Linked DNA regions of Sus scrofa: all the other regions are linked to region 2. Evidence: chromatin contacts called from public Hi-C and HiChIP or PLAC-seq data. All regions are on one chromosome and are shown on one strand. Each heading gives the region's core, a stretch centred on a gene start, on an enhancer-like site or on the middle of the called end of the contact. The rest is flanking DNA. Distances are from core to core; before and after follow the strand shown.

Evidence for each region. A called contact is a pair of places that touch in the nucleus more often than the background predicts. HiChIP or PLAC-seq counts read pairs in DNA pulled down with a chosen protein or histone mark.
Region 1: an H3K27ac HiChIP or PLAC-seq map of alveolar macrophages shows a contact between it and region 2. The contact joins the promoter of MMP24 here to the promoter of TRPC4AP in region 2. A contact is called at or near these places in 1 of 5 promoter capture datasets (fetal skeletal muscle), 13 of 47 Hi-C or Micro-C datasets (alveolar macrophages, blood, embryonic fibroblasts and 5 more) and 1 of 2 datasets of contacts at active chromatin or transcription factors (alveolar macrophages).
Region 3: a Hi-C map of skeletal muscle shows a contact between it and region 2, with 4 times the contacts expected there. The contact joins the enhancer-like site here to the promoter of TRPC4AP in region 2. A contact is called at or near these places in 8 of 47 Hi-C or Micro-C datasets (brain, fetal heart ventricle, heart right ventricle and 2 more) and 2 of 2 datasets of contacts at active chromatin or transcription factors (alveolar macrophages and skeletal muscle).
Region 4: a contact with region 2 is called in a Hi-C map of skeletal muscle, with 4 times the contacts expected there. The contact joins the promoter of GSS here to the promoter of TRPC4AP in region 2. A contact is called at or near these places in 1 of 5 promoter capture datasets (liver), 4 of 47 Hi-C or Micro-C datasets (heart right ventricle, liver and skeletal muscle) and 2 of 2 datasets of contacts at active chromatin or transcription factors (alveolar macrophages and skeletal muscle).
Region 5: a contact with region 2 is called in a Hi-C map of liver, with 5 times the contacts expected there. The contact joins the enhancer-like site here to the promoter of TRPC4AP in region 2. A contact is called at or near these places in 3 of 5 promoter capture datasets (fetal liver and liver), 27 of 47 Hi-C or Micro-C datasets (adipose tissue, alveolar macrophages, blood and 12 more) and 2 of 2 datasets of contacts at active chromatin or transcription factors (alveolar macrophages and skeletal muscle).

Annotation. Positions count from the first base shown.
Region 1 is chr17:38,585,931-38,588,630 of Sscrofa11.1, forward strand. It overlaps MMP24 (matrix metalloproteinase-24), which reads left to right and starts at 1,300. Exons shown (of 10, transcript XM_021077693.1): 1 at 1,300-1,332; 2 at 1,867-2,565. The coding sequence starts at 1,300.
Region 2 is chr17:38,466,994-38,469,693 of Sscrofa11.1, forward strand. TRPC4AP (short transient receptor potential channel 4-associated protein) reads right to left here and starts at 1,297. Exons shown (of 19, transcript XM_003359957.4): 1 at 1,040-1,297. The coding sequence starts at 1,207.
Region 3 is chr17:38,399,042-38,401,741 of Sscrofa11.1, forward strand. It overlaps TRPC4AP (short transient receptor potential channel 4-associated protein), which reads right to left. Exons shown (of 19, transcript XM_003359957.4): 9 at 76-242. Among named protein-coding and RNA genes, the nearest start is that of MIR499, 26 kb to the left of the region's middle. Within about 2 kb of position 1,265, at least 6 of the 83 cell types and tissues checked have an H3K27ac peak or open chromatin away from gene starts, as enhancers often do. A contact at or near this core is called in skeletal muscle, where this site is marked.
Region 4 is chr17:38,340,928-38,343,627 of Sscrofa11.1, forward strand. It overlaps GSS (glutathione synthetase), which reads right to left and starts at 1,326. Exons shown (of 13, transcript NM_001244625.1): 1 at 1,286-1,326. LOC106506661 (a long non-coding RNA gene) reads left to right here and starts at 1,393. Exons shown (of 3, transcript XR_001302099.2): 1 at 1,393-1,617.
Region 5 is chr17:38,568,005-38,570,704 of Sscrofa11.1, forward strand. No RefSeq gene overlaps it. Among named protein-coding and RNA genes, the nearest start is that of MMP24, 18 kb to the right of the region's middle. Within about 2 kb of position 1,372, at least 32 of the 83 cell types and tissues checked have an H3K27ac peak or open chromatin away from gene starts, as enhancers often do. A contact at or near this core is called in adipose tissue, brain, liver and 5 more, where this site is marked.

The DNA of each region.
Region 1 (2,700 bases), core at 50-2,549, 120 kb after region 2:
AGTCTTCAGTCTCTGTGAGCTCCCTGACACCTCCAACCCCTCTCCCTCTGCTTGAAATGCTCCTCCTCCTTCCCATATATTCCACAACCCTGATTCCTCAATCTTTTTGACCACTCTTTAGATTAAATATATATGTCTCAGCAGAGGGCCTTTAAGCTCTTGCTCTTTTCAAATCCAATTTTTCAGTTTCAAGCTATCATATTGACCTGGATATCTCCAAAATATCTATTCTCCACCCTCTTCTGAACTCATTGCTATACCCATCTCGGGGAATTTGTGGTCACTTCGGTCTCAGGGGGTGTGAAGTCAAACTCCTTTTCGAGTCCCTCAAGCCAGTTCCTCCTTATGACAACTCCATTTTTGTGAAGAAACCACCACCCATCTTTCTAGACGTGTCATTACTCCAAACTCCTTTCCCTCTTCTTTTTTGCCTGATGTCTCTTAAATCAGTCCCTTCCCTAACCCCCGATAACCATCCTAGAAAAAAAAAAAAAAGGGTTCTGAAGTCAGATCGCTTCAGCTCGGCCATTTATAAGTCATGCCAATTTGGCAAAGTTTTTCAGAGATTTCATTTCCTCATCGTAAATTGGGGATGATAATAGCATCTTTCATAGGGTTTATTTATGAGGATTAAGTGAGATATAATACAGTAAAGGGCTTAGCCCAGTGCTTTTTACATAGTGGACATTTAACAAAGGCTAATTATTTTCATCATTATTTCTCTGTACCTAGATTGCTGCAGTAATCTCCCAAATAATCTCTCTGCCTCCTCTGGTCATTATTTTGTACACTGGGAGGGGAACAAATATGGACCATCTATTAAATGTCAAGTAAGTCATCCTTACAGCAACCTTATGTAGTGATAGCAGGATCTTTTTTTTTTTATAAAAATGGGACAGAGCCAAGATTTGAACATAGGTGTGACTCTAAAGCCTGTTCCCTTTCCATACCTCCAAATTGCCGGGTAATCATAAAACACCAATTTCCACCCACTATCCTGCTCAAAAGAAGAAAAAAGAAAGAAAAAAAAAAGGCCACTTTCAAACACTACCACTTTTATGTCCCTTCAGAATATAATACAAATTCACTTTCCTAGGATTTACAGTCCTGTACTCCTTCCCTATGTCCCAGAACTTTTCTATAGGAACCTTGTGCTTCAGAGAAAGGGATCTTGCCCCAGACACCTGTTGTACACCCTCACCTTCCTGTATCATGCCCTTTCCATCCCTCTTCCATTGTTTCAGTCTAGGCTTTCCTTTAAGACCTAGCTAGAGTTGTCCCACGCCCCAAACCTCGATAATGCTTGTCCTGACCGTCTCAGGCCTCTATCAAGTCTCCTCTGACCCCAGAGCACCTGCCCCTATGCTTTTTGACACTCCGTGTTTGCCGGCCTGTGACTCTTTGCACTTACGTTTTCTCACCAAGCTGTAAACCTCTCCACGTCAGGGCATCAGTCTTTTGTTTGTTTGTTTGTTTGTTGTTTTTTTGGAGAGGGGATTGTTTGTTTTTCTTTGTATCTCAAGTAGCCCAGTGTCCTACATATATAAAGTGTTCAATAAGTATGGGTTGTTTTGGATGAAAGATGATTTTCCCAACTGGTTGATCTCTCTCTCTCTGGGGCTGAGAAAACGAGCTTCACCTTAATTTCACCTAATGCGTCCAGGGCAATCCCCCTGAAACTCTCCAGGGGATTATTCTTTAGTTTCTCAACCCCCTGCTCTCCCTTCTCCGTGGCTACCCTCTCAGCCCCTCTCCTCCAGGCTGTTTCTTTAGCTCATTCCCTCCAGCCTTGCCATTACCCCATGGCAGCTCTTCACACCCCGCCCCCATCTCCTGCTATGTGCCCCCTCACCCCCTCTCCCCCAGGACTATGCCCTTGGCCTCGGACCTCCAACCCGGGATATCCTCCCCTCACAGCCGAGACGTGATTCTATTTCCAAGACTATTTATTTAGCCTCTTCCCCCTCTCTCAGGGCTGCCCCTCGGGCCCCCTTCCTCCAGTTCCACCCCTTTGGACCCTGCCTCCAAAAGCAGTTCTTCTGGCCTCTGCGACCCCCGCCGCAGCGCCGCTCCTCGGCCTGTGTCCCAGGGCTGCCTGACAGCCGCCAGCCCGGCGGGTCTGGCCTGGGTGCTGCCCCCGCGCCCCTGGCCGCCCCCAGCCGGGGCGGGGCGCGCGGAGGCGGGGGCGCGCTGGCGGCCGAGGCGGCAGCGGCGGCGAAGACAGGCGGGCCGGGCGCGTGTCCGCGGCGCGGTGACTCGGCGGCTCCGCAGCCGCTGCAGCGGGAGGACCCGGCCGGAGCCGCCGCCGCCGCCGCCATCGCAGCCGGGCGGCCGGGCCCCGCCGCCGGGATGCCGAAGAGCCGGGGCGGCTGCGCCGCGCCGGGGCAGCAGCCAGCGGGCCTGGCCCCGCGCTGGAGCCGCTGGCGGGCCCCGGGGCGGCTGCTGCTGCTGCTGCCCGCGCTCTGCTGCCTCCCGGGCGCCGCGCGAGCGGCGGCGGCGGCGGCGGCGGGGGCCGGGAACCGGGCGGCGCGGGCGGCCGAGACGGAGGCGCCCTTCGTTGGGCAGGTGGGGCTGGCGCGCGGGGCCAGGGCGCGGGCTCGGGGCCTCCGGGCAGGGTGGGGGGCGGCGCCGGGGCCAGGCCTGGGCCGGGCAGCGCCAGAAGCCGGGGGTGGGGGGCGGAGGGGGTGCGCCGAGGGTCTG
Region 2 (2,700 bases), core at 47-2,546:
GGGAAAGGGCGAGCGGCCTAGGTCTTAATTCACCCTGCTTTACCCTAAAGCAGTGTTCTTCATTCACTCAAAAAAAAAAAGAAAAAGAAAGAAAGGAAGAAAGAAAGACAGACAGACTAATCATATATTGAGCACATATTATAAGCCAGATACCAAGTATAGCATTAATATTAACTGATTACCCTTCAGTTTCTTATTATGCACCAGAAATGTATTTAACCTTTTACACGATTGTCTTTTATCTTCACAACACCTTAACAGGTAGCTTACTAATTATCATCTCCATTTTACAAATAAGGAAACTGAGGCACAGAAAAGTAATTTGACCAAGCAAGAAAAAGCAGGATTCTGAATCCAGGCCTTACTCTACAGCCCTAGCTCTTAACCATGACGCTCTACACCGGCAAAACAGATACAGTCCCTGCACCCGCTGGAGCTCAGCTTAATGTGGAATACAGGCGAGAAAAAAAGTAGACAACAAAGAAATATGTAATTACAGACTGAGAAAGTAATGTGAACAAAACGAATTCAGGTCTGTAACTGAATAACAATGGGAACCTACTCTGGGGTGGGGGTGGGGGGTTATGTCAAGGAAAGGCCTCTCTGAATGACATTTTAGGAGAGAACCTTTTAGGAGCTGAGATCCTTTTAGGAGCTGCAGTGATGACCCACCGCCCAATTCATGGGGGAGAAACTCAAGGACCATAGAGGCTAAAGCAAACTCGCTCAGGGTCCTCCAGACGTGCAGACGTGGCGCAAGGAAGGGAGGATCCAGGAGCTGGGCCCCGGACTCGTACACGCCATCAATGCCTGATGCAGCTCAGCCTTGCTCAGCCCCTAACACAGGTCCTCTAGCCTGCCACTGCCCACTCACTGTCCTGCCGCGGCTGACAGCGTCCGGAGAGCCCACAGAAAGGCCCAACGGCCGGCCAAGAGGGGTCGGGCCCGTACTGCGGCGGCCTGGAAAGGCCTCTTCGCCGGCCCTCGGCCAGCTCCCGCCCGGTCCACCCCGCCCCGCCCCTCCGGGCCGACTTCCTACCTGCACCGCCCGGACCAGGCCCCGGCCGGTCAGCTGGCCCTGCCGCAGCTGCAACAGAATGTTACCAGGCCGCGGCCGGCCGCCCCATCCGCCCCAAGCCGCCACCGTTGCCGCCGCCCGTCGCGCCCGGCCGGCCCCAGATCCAGCAGCCGCCGGCGCCGCCGCCATGTCTCCTCGTCCGACAAACAGGAAGCAAGCGGCCCCGGGGCCGCGGAGATTTCTACGGGGCGGCGGAGGGGTCGCCGCAGCGCCCCCACTGGGCTGACGGCGGAGGCGCAAGCCGCGTGGCAGAGCCGTGAGCCCCGCGGGGGCTGCTGGGAACTGTAGTCTTGATCTGAGGCGGGCAGGTGCGAGAGAGCCTGGCGTCCCCTGCGCCACTTGTTTCTCTGGCCCAGCATTTTGGCGAGGTCCTCTGACGTCGAAGACAAGTCTCTGCGTGCGCACTCTCCCATTTCTTGCCTATTTGGGGAGGTTATAGCCAACTAGCTAGAAGATCCTGGGTTCCAGACCAGGAATCTGGCCGCCTGATGTGATTCCTGCTTGCCTCTTTCTCTACCCTTGACTCGCCACGGACCTGAGCCTCAGTTTCTTGTTAGTTCATTCAGTCGATAGTTCCTGGGAGTCTGTTCAGCCAGTAAATAGTTCCTTGGGGCCCGCTCTATCAGTACCGAACAGTCCTTGGGAAAACAGTGCTGAGCAGAACAAAGTCCCTGTTTTCAAATGCAAGTTACAGGGGAGGTCAGCAAATCCATATGCAAATACACAGTAACAAACTGGGTAAGATGTGTAACTAGATTGTCGTGAAGTTAAATGAAATAATGGAAGGGGAAAGGATTGGTAAATTGTGACATCATATTCTCTGTCAGAGGAAACGTCGTAATTTCTCCACACAGGACGGTATGTTCTCTCTACTCCGAACCAACGTAATCATTTTTTTTGGCAAATTTCTGTGGCAGGATCTCGTCCTCTCCTCTCCTTTTTTCTTCCTGGGAGGGGATCATGTAAAATAAATGAAAGAGGAATGCTGGGTGTGATGCAATAAGGAATGGTGGAGATTGTGCCGCATAGTTTATTGCTCAAATCAGAACATATTTAAGAATGAAAGGATGCTGCTAACAATTACAACAGGACAGCAGGCATATATAGGGATTGTTCCTGGCACACTGGGATTGTGGTCACCATCCTCAGGCCCATCAAAAGGAGTGATCTCTACCCTCTCCTGCAGATTGTTGCTGAATCGTCTAGTTTTTCCAGAACAGCCAAAAAGCTGGGTTTTGATGTGAAATTACCCAGTTCTGAAAACTCCATAGGCCAAGTAAAACCCTATTTGTGACCCCAAGACAGGGAGACCAGGGACCAGATCCAGATATACTTGGAACTTTAGCATGTGGTAAGGGAGACATTTCAAATCAATGGGGAAAGAAAAAAAAATTTAGGTCTTAAACTTTACAGCAAAAGCTAAAATGAATCTCAGACATATTAAGTTACATATAACAAAATCAAAATATAGTTCTAAAGCTGGTTTGTGGTAATGGTGATACATCCCTTATTTGACTAAAAATCATTGGATTGTACACTCAAAATGAGTGAATTTTATGATATGTCAATTATACCTCATAAAATTATGATATGCAAATTATATGAGATGTTAAAAATCCAAG
Region 3 (2,700 bases), core at 15-2,514, 68 kb before region 2:
CCATTATGAGAGGCGGTCACCCAGGAAGCGTGTGCTCCTGGCTCCTCCTGTTCTGACCTGTGAGGAGGGGCCCACCTGATTTCGCTGACGTCCCATCAGCAGCACGCAGAGGACATAGAGCACTTCCAGTTTGTACATGATCTCATGCATGATCTTCATTGACTGAGGCAGCTGGGTCCTAGTTGAAGTGTGAGGCAGGCCATTCTCCTCAGAAGCCCCTGGAGGAGGGAAGACAATGGAGGCTGAGACAGCCACCAGGAGAGAGGGTCAGTCACTGCTTGTGAGGATACGTGCTTCTGCCCCTCAAGCACGCTCTGAACAAACTTAAGTAACAGCCATTAGAGTGGGCCTTGAGCCCGTGACAGTAACTTTGTTTTTTGGGTTTTTGTTTTTTTTTTTTTTTTTTTTTTTGTCTTTTCTAGGGCCGCACCCGCAGCATATGGAAGTTCCCAGACCAGGGGTTTAAGCGGAGCTGTAGCCGCCGGCCTATGCCAGAGTCACAGCAACTCGGGATCCGAGCCGCGTCTGAGATCTATACCACAGCTCACGCAACGCCAGATCCTTAACCCACTGAGCAAGGTCAGGGGTCGAACCCGCAACCTCATGGTTCCTAGTCAGATTCATTAACCACTGAGCCATGACGGGAACTCCAGTGACAGAAACTTTGAAAGCCGCAAAACTCCCTTTAGGCCCTGAGGGGTCAGAGAAGCTGAGAAATTTAGGAACATGGACTCTCTAATTCTATCCTATCAACTTCAACACTCAGTAAAAATACTCTGACACAGCCAATGCAGCAATGAGATCCAGCCCTTCCCTGCCTTACTCCCTTCTGCCACCATAAGACCCATCCACCCCCACCCCCAGAAAGTACCCAGTCAGATGTCTAGCTGCATATTGTGTCAAATTCTCTTCAGCCCACAAATGACTCTGAGTACCTGGTCCTTCTACCTAGATTCCACAAGGGGGCAGTGCTGAAGGACTAAAAGGGATCCTTTCTGAAGTTTTTTCCTCCTGTTTTTCAAACAACAACCATCTAAAGTTTCCTAAGGTTCAACTCCCTAAGGCAGACCAGGCATCACAATTGCTAGCAGTGGGACAGATGAACATACTAACCTCTAGAAGCTTTTCCTTTTACCCAATTCCATGATTAGTAACAACAGCAAAAGCTACATAATACTTAAGGGACACTTACTATGTGTCTGGCATTGTGTTTGGGGCTCTAGGTAAACCATCGCATTTACTCTACTACCCAGGGAACAAAAAAAGCGTCAGTGGGTCACAGAGGCCACAGTGAAGTGTACTCTCCGGAATGTGGCAGAGCAAAGGGATGAGGACTAAGGGCTGTGGAACGACAACCTGCTGGCTGGGTGACACTGGGCAAGTCACCTCCTCATCAGGCGTTTGAGTGCCATGTAAAACGGGAAGGACGGCAGTGCTGCACTGGTTGGCTAGGGTCCCTGTGAGGAGTGAATGAGGACACAAGAAAGCCCAGCACCAGATTCCTGGGAAGCAGGTCCCTATCATTTTTAAGGGTCAGGGTCAGGAGACCTTAGGATTTACTTCCCCTCAGTTTCCCTCACTTTTAAGGTGAAAGGATGAATCAGTAACTACTAATCAGTAACCACTAAGGTCCTTTCAAGCTCCTACTGGGACTGCTGCCCCAGAAGCCTTGTGCAAAGGCCTGAAAATCTATGTGGTACAGAGCAATGCTTTTGAATACATTCAGGTGAGGTGCATGCAGAGTCAGGACTGCTGCATGGTGATATCGTGACGTAAGAGCCTAACTTAACTCCACTCTACAGACCTGAAACTATTTTTTCCAGCCATGTGACCTCACTAATACAAAAGCTGAAAGAAGACCAGCTGCTGAACAAAGCATGACAGAGGAAGTGCAGCACAGGCCTAAGCACCCTGAAGCCTGGCTGCTGGGTATGAACCCCAGCTCTGTTCACTAGCTGGGTGGCTCTGGGGAAACTTGTTGACCTATCTATGCTTCAGTATCCATCCTCATCTGTTAAACGGGGATAATGGCAACAGAACCTATCATTTAATCTTTGCAACATTATCTCTTAGCAATGTTGCAAAGATTAAATGATTTACATATGTTGAAAGCGGTTAAAAAGCGGTTAAAAAATGCTGGACACATGTATGCAACACATAAGTCTGTGTTAAAAAGAAGTAAAAAACTAACTCTGAGTTTTTCTGCTAATGCTTGCTTGCTATTTGTTTTCTTTCTTCTAATCTGCAAGCTCTTAATGGCAACTATAGTGGCAGTGGGTAAAGACTAAGAAAAATTTCCTAGAGAAAATCTAATTGTGAAAATTCTATCTATTCACATAAAGTTTCTTCCATGTTGGGAGAAAAACCATAGTTACTCGATCTATGTGTTGGGACTCCCTGGCCCAGCTCCCAGAACTGTTTAAGAGTCAACTGATTTAAAGAGAATCTGAAAAGCTATCATGCAAAATCCTGCCTCTGCTGCACACTTGCTGTGTAGCCTCCAGTGCCTCAGCATCCTCATCCCCTAGCTCAGGGGACCTGAGGGCACTGCGGGGTTTCGGGGGGGTGATGTCTGTGGAAGGAGCAGGTGTGCACATAAGCCTTCCTCAGTTAATAAATGTCTGTGGAGAAAGAGAAAAACGGGCAGCTTGGACTCCTCTGAGCCACTGCCAACTCTTGGAGCCTGGTTTGCAAAGGCCT
Region 4 (2,700 bases), core at 76-2,575, 130 kb before region 2:
CTTCACAACTCTGGGATTCTGACATCTCTGCCTGCTGTTGGGCTTTTGTTTAGTTGGTAAACACTGACTGGCATCTAATGTCAGGACTCAGGACATAGAGAAAGCTAAGACAAAAAAAAATCACTATGAAAAGTGCTAATCGGGTCCTTTGTTTTTCTCATTCTACAGTTTCAACCCTTCTTGTGGCTTTATTTCTGTTGTGCTGATGACACTCAAATCTGTACCTTCACTGTACTGTCACTTTTCCTGACCTTCAAAGGAGAACATCCAACTGCTTACTGAGTCTCCAAAGAACCAGAATAGACTGTGTAGTTGTCTCCCCACAAATCTGCTCCTACTCTTGATCAACCCCCCAGCCAGGCACCCAAGCCCTGTATACACTTCTCTCCTACACTCTATTCTCCCCCCAGATCCTGTGGATTCTATCTAAATATATGTACTCTGAATTCCTTGATTTCTCTCTACCTCCACTGTTAAGATCCTAGTTCTGGCTACCACCATCTTTTCCTTGGGCACTAAACAGATTCAGAGTGAGGTATCTTCAGTGACTAGAAAAACACCAGCTTCTCTCCTGCTCCCAGGCATTAGCACTTGCTTTTATCTCTCTTTGGGACAATCCCCACCACTCCTGACCAGCGTTCACGGCTGTTTCACAAGCTGTCCCTAGTCTCTGCCCAGGGCTTCTTTCTACAACCCATTAATTTCCCTGTACCACAGGGAATAGCATGTGTGTTTTGATCACATCTCTAGCTCCAGAGCCTACTACTGTATTCAGTGAATGTTAAATGAAAGAACGATGATGACTGACAGGCTAGGGCCAGATCACCAAAAGTCTTAAAACGCCCACAAGAAAACCTGGTCGGACTTTAAATCCGGGCAAGGCCAACGCCTGCGTGAGGCCCGGGGCAACACCACGGTCTCCTGCCCAGGCCTGTCCCACCTCTACGGGCCCGCTCGCTCCCATCCTGGACAAAGTCTGGCTCTAATCGCTCCCAGTTCTATTGTGGTTTAAAAAACAAAAAACCCAAACTCCGGTTCTAGTCTCACGGGCACCGATCCCCCGCCACCTGCCCGACCTGAAGTCAGGAGATCTAGGGAATTTGGAATCCAGAAGCACCAGCCCCACCCCCTAACTGGACACCAGGTTCCAGGTCCCCGCCGTGCGTAGGAGATGCAACATCTCCTGGCCTCCGGGGTTCCTATCGCGAGCCAGACCCCTCCCTCATGGCCTTCCTCCCGAAGAAACGTGACCCTTGCCGGCCGCCGTTGCCGCGCCCCAACCTACTCGTTCGTCGTCCCGCCGCGCACCGTACTCAGACCCGTAGCGCCCTAACCCGAGCTTCAGGAGGCGGGGCCTCGATACGACCCAACGCGCTTGCGCAGGCCGCCCCGCCGGATCCCCTAGAGCAGAGCGGGGGAGGAGACCCGTTCCTCCGGAGCTGGACGGTGGCTGGGAAGGGGCAGTCCGTGTGAGGGCAGCCTTGGCCTACGGGGTGCGTCGGCTGGACCCAGGCGGACAGGACCTTGGGAGGGAGGGGAGGAGCCCTGTAGGTTCCGCGGAGAGCTACGAGTTTGCTTAGCTCGCAGGACGTCAGAGCTGGTGACGTCCGATGCAAGGTGGGGAAACCGATACCCAGAATGGAACAGTCACTCCCTGGGAGACACACAGTTGGTGGTGGACAGTGTGGTAATAAAAGGCCCTGAGACGGGGTGGGCTGCCAGTGTTGAAACCCAGGCTTTAGCTTTGTACCCAGCTGGGTCCCAGAGAAGAACACCAGATTTCTGCAACCCTGGGGCAGCTGCAGGAAAAGCCTTCAAGGTGAAAGGAAAATATTTTCATTTTTCCAGCAGTTTTTAGAAATGTTTCAGGGTGATCCATTGCTTCTCAAAATGTCCACTATCACTTGCATCAGGATGTGGGGCAGTTTTTGTTTGCTTTTTTAAATGCAGATTTTTGATCCCTACCCTCCACCTTACCCCTTGGCAGCTCCCCAGCTGCTCTGTGATAGGATTCTCTCAGTCTGAAGCACCTGATAGGAATTTTAGTTAAACTGAATTTATCAGTTCAGGCTCTGGGGAATTAACTATGAATAAGACAGAGGCCCTGCTTTCACATCTGATTCAAAAAGTAGACAGGTAAGGGAGTTCCTGTTGTGGCTCATCTGGTTAAGACCCTGACATAGTGTCTGTGAAGATTTTGGTTTGATCCCAGCCATAGCTTGGTGGGTTAAGGATCCAGTATTGCTGCAAGCTGCTGCATAGGTAGGTAGGTAGGCCGGCAGCTGCAGCCCCTATTCAACTCCTAGCCTGGGAGCTTCCATATGCTGCAGGTGTGGTCCTTAAAAAAAAAAAAAAAAAAAAAAAAAAAGGTAAATGGTGTTTGGGGGGAAATGGAGAAGGCTTTTAGGGTTTGGAAGGATGGATAGCGATGTGTAAGCAGTGAAGGAAATGAGGGTGAAGGTGAGAGGCAGGAATGGGAACTGGGTACCAAGTAGCAGTAGCAGAAACAGCAAAGGCAAATAATTCTGAATGTGGCTAGTCTTGTTTTAGAGACAGTGAAGAGTTTGGCGTAGGTGCTGGGGAGAGCCCGGAAGTTGGAGCAGACTTTTAGGAGCTCAGTCTTGAGGAGCCGTTGATGCTAGATTTAGAAGTTTAGCATTTGTCCAATGAGCTAAGGATTTTAAGCAAGAGAGAGACACA
Region 5 (2,700 bases), core at 122-2,621, 100 kb after region 2:
AATTCAGCCAAGGATCGAACCCGTGTCACAGCTACAACTCAAGTCAATGCAGTGACAACACCGGATCCTTAAACTACTGGATGAAATTCTTAAATGCAAATGAAAACAAAATTTATAAAAGGAAAACTTGATAAACTGGACTATGGGGATAGAAAAAACATTAGTGTGGCCAGGGCTTAAGGGTGGGAGAAGGGTTAACTACAAAGGGTTAACACATGGAAATTTTTAGGGAATGAGAAACCATTCTGTTTGGTTTTTGCTTTGTTTTTTCCTTCTAGGGCCATCCATACCTATAGCATATGGAATTTCCTGGGCTAGGGTTCAAATCGGAGCTGTAGCTGCTGGCCTACACCAGAGCCATGATCCAAGCCACATCTGTGACCTATGCCACAGCTTGTGGTAATGCCAGATCCTTAACCCACTGAGCAGGGCCAGGGATCAAACTCACATCCTCATGAATACTAGTCAGGTTCTTAACCCACTGAGCCACAACAGGAACTCCCTATTCTGTTTTGTAATTATGGTGGTTACATGACTGTGCATTTATCTATATATATATATATATCATATATCATATATATATTCATGGAACTATACATCAAAAAGCTAATGACACTGATGTAAATTACAATTAAGTCGTATGTATGGATACATATACATCTATTATATATATAATATACACATATGAATTTTGAAAGAAGCTTTTCTCCTCTATTACCATCAAGTCACATCTAACAGATTCTGTATTTGTTCAATAATTTTTCTTGAGCCTAAGATTAGGACTGCCCTAATCCCTGTTAATTTTCCATTTTCTCTTACTGTACAGAACCTAGGACTTCATCATTGGGATTTTTTTATTTTTAGTAGGTTACTCTTTCTATCTCAGGAAGTTCCAACTTCTAATATCAGAGCAGTAAATAACACATTTTAGCAGAGACCCATTTATAGGGTTAACCAGCTGTCCTTGTGGATGACAATGAGCAGGTCTCTGAGGGGCAGGGACATAGGACAGATGTGTTTTGATGGGAGGAAAGGGAAAGAAAGGCCTACAGCACAGCACAGCCAGAGGGCACCGGAGGGGTGAGGGCAGTGATCAGAGAGCAGAGATGAGAGCGTGCCAAGAACACATTGTGATAACGTCACAGCTTTGCCTCCAGCGGGCTCTGGACTTAGGCCAGTCTCTTCGTGAGCTTTCATTTCCTCTCTTCTGAATCTGTGAGTCTCTACTCACATCTGTTCCACAGAGTAACAAGGACCCTCTTCCTCTACCTCTATTTATTCAACAAACACTTATAACTGACTCCAACAACACTCTCTTTGGTTTGTACTATATCTGCCTATCTCTTTTGATCCTTGGGAAGGAGAATTAGCCCTGATTTCCCAGGAAGGAAGCAGAATCTCAGAAATGTTAAGTGATTTACCTAGAGTCAACCTTTTTAAAATGTATTCTCTAATTTTATTTATTTTACTTTGTTATGATTTTATCCAGGGTGACATGGTTCTTGTTGTATAATATGAAGTATAAATCTAAATTACTTTTCTCCATATTGTGACTATCATACCCTCCCTGATAGTCACCCTTTTAATACCAAGGCCCAGGCTCTTTCTATTATCTATACTCTGCTGCCCCCTACTGTGCACATAGCATTAGGTACTAAATTGCAGAGACACAACACATGGTGGCTACAAGCTGAGTGTGTATTTGTTCATTTAACAAATATTTATTGAGATCCTATTATGTACCTGAAATAAAAGACGGGCTTGGTCCTAGTGCTTATGGAGTTTATGATGTAGAGGGGGAGAGAGAATTACATGAATAATTATATACTTACGATTTGGATGAGTATTACGAACTACAAGGGGCTAGATGGGGGTATAGAGTAGGGGTGTAGAGGTGTGCAGCCTAGTCTGAAGGCTTAAGGGAATCCTGCATGAAATGTAACCCATTGGAATTGAATATTTATTGTCTATGGAGGAGGATAAGGAGATATCAGGGATGTTGCCCAGGTTTCTGCCATGAACTGAGCAGATAGAATACTATGAGGATGCCTAGCGGTAGATGAAATTCTGAATGGAAAGAACATGAGCTTAGCTTTGGGTCATTTTTTTTAAGTTGGTAAATTCTGTGGGACCTTCAGGTATAGATGTGGAATAAACAACTGGATTTAGGAGGTGTGGAGCAAGGTCTTAGGTGAGAGATAGAAATTTGGGAGTTGCTGGGATGCAGATGGTATTTTAAATTGTGGTTAATAGATGAAATCTCTTAGGGAGAAAAGAACAGAAAGAGGAAGGGAAAGTGTGCCGAGTGGCTGGATTATGGGGCTGGAAAAAATCACTCAGTGCCTATTAGAATTCATTTTAAGTATTACTTTTGAAGAAAATAATGAAGAAAGGTTCATATGGTGACATAAATTGCTAAGAATAAAAATAACCAAAGGCAGCAAAAGAAAAAAAAAAAAGGAAAGAGAAGAGGGCTTATAACTGCCATGAGAACCTTCTGAATTTAGAATGTTAATTGGAAGAGATGGAACTAGAAAAGGAAACTTAGAATGAGGGACCAGAGAAGCAGGAAGGAAAATCAGATTGTGATGGTGCAAAAGCCAAGGGAAGAGTGTGTTTTAAGAGGGAGACGGTCACCTGTGGTGGAAGTTATGAAGAAAGCAAGTAAAAATAAATACATAAGATTTTAAAAAGAAATCA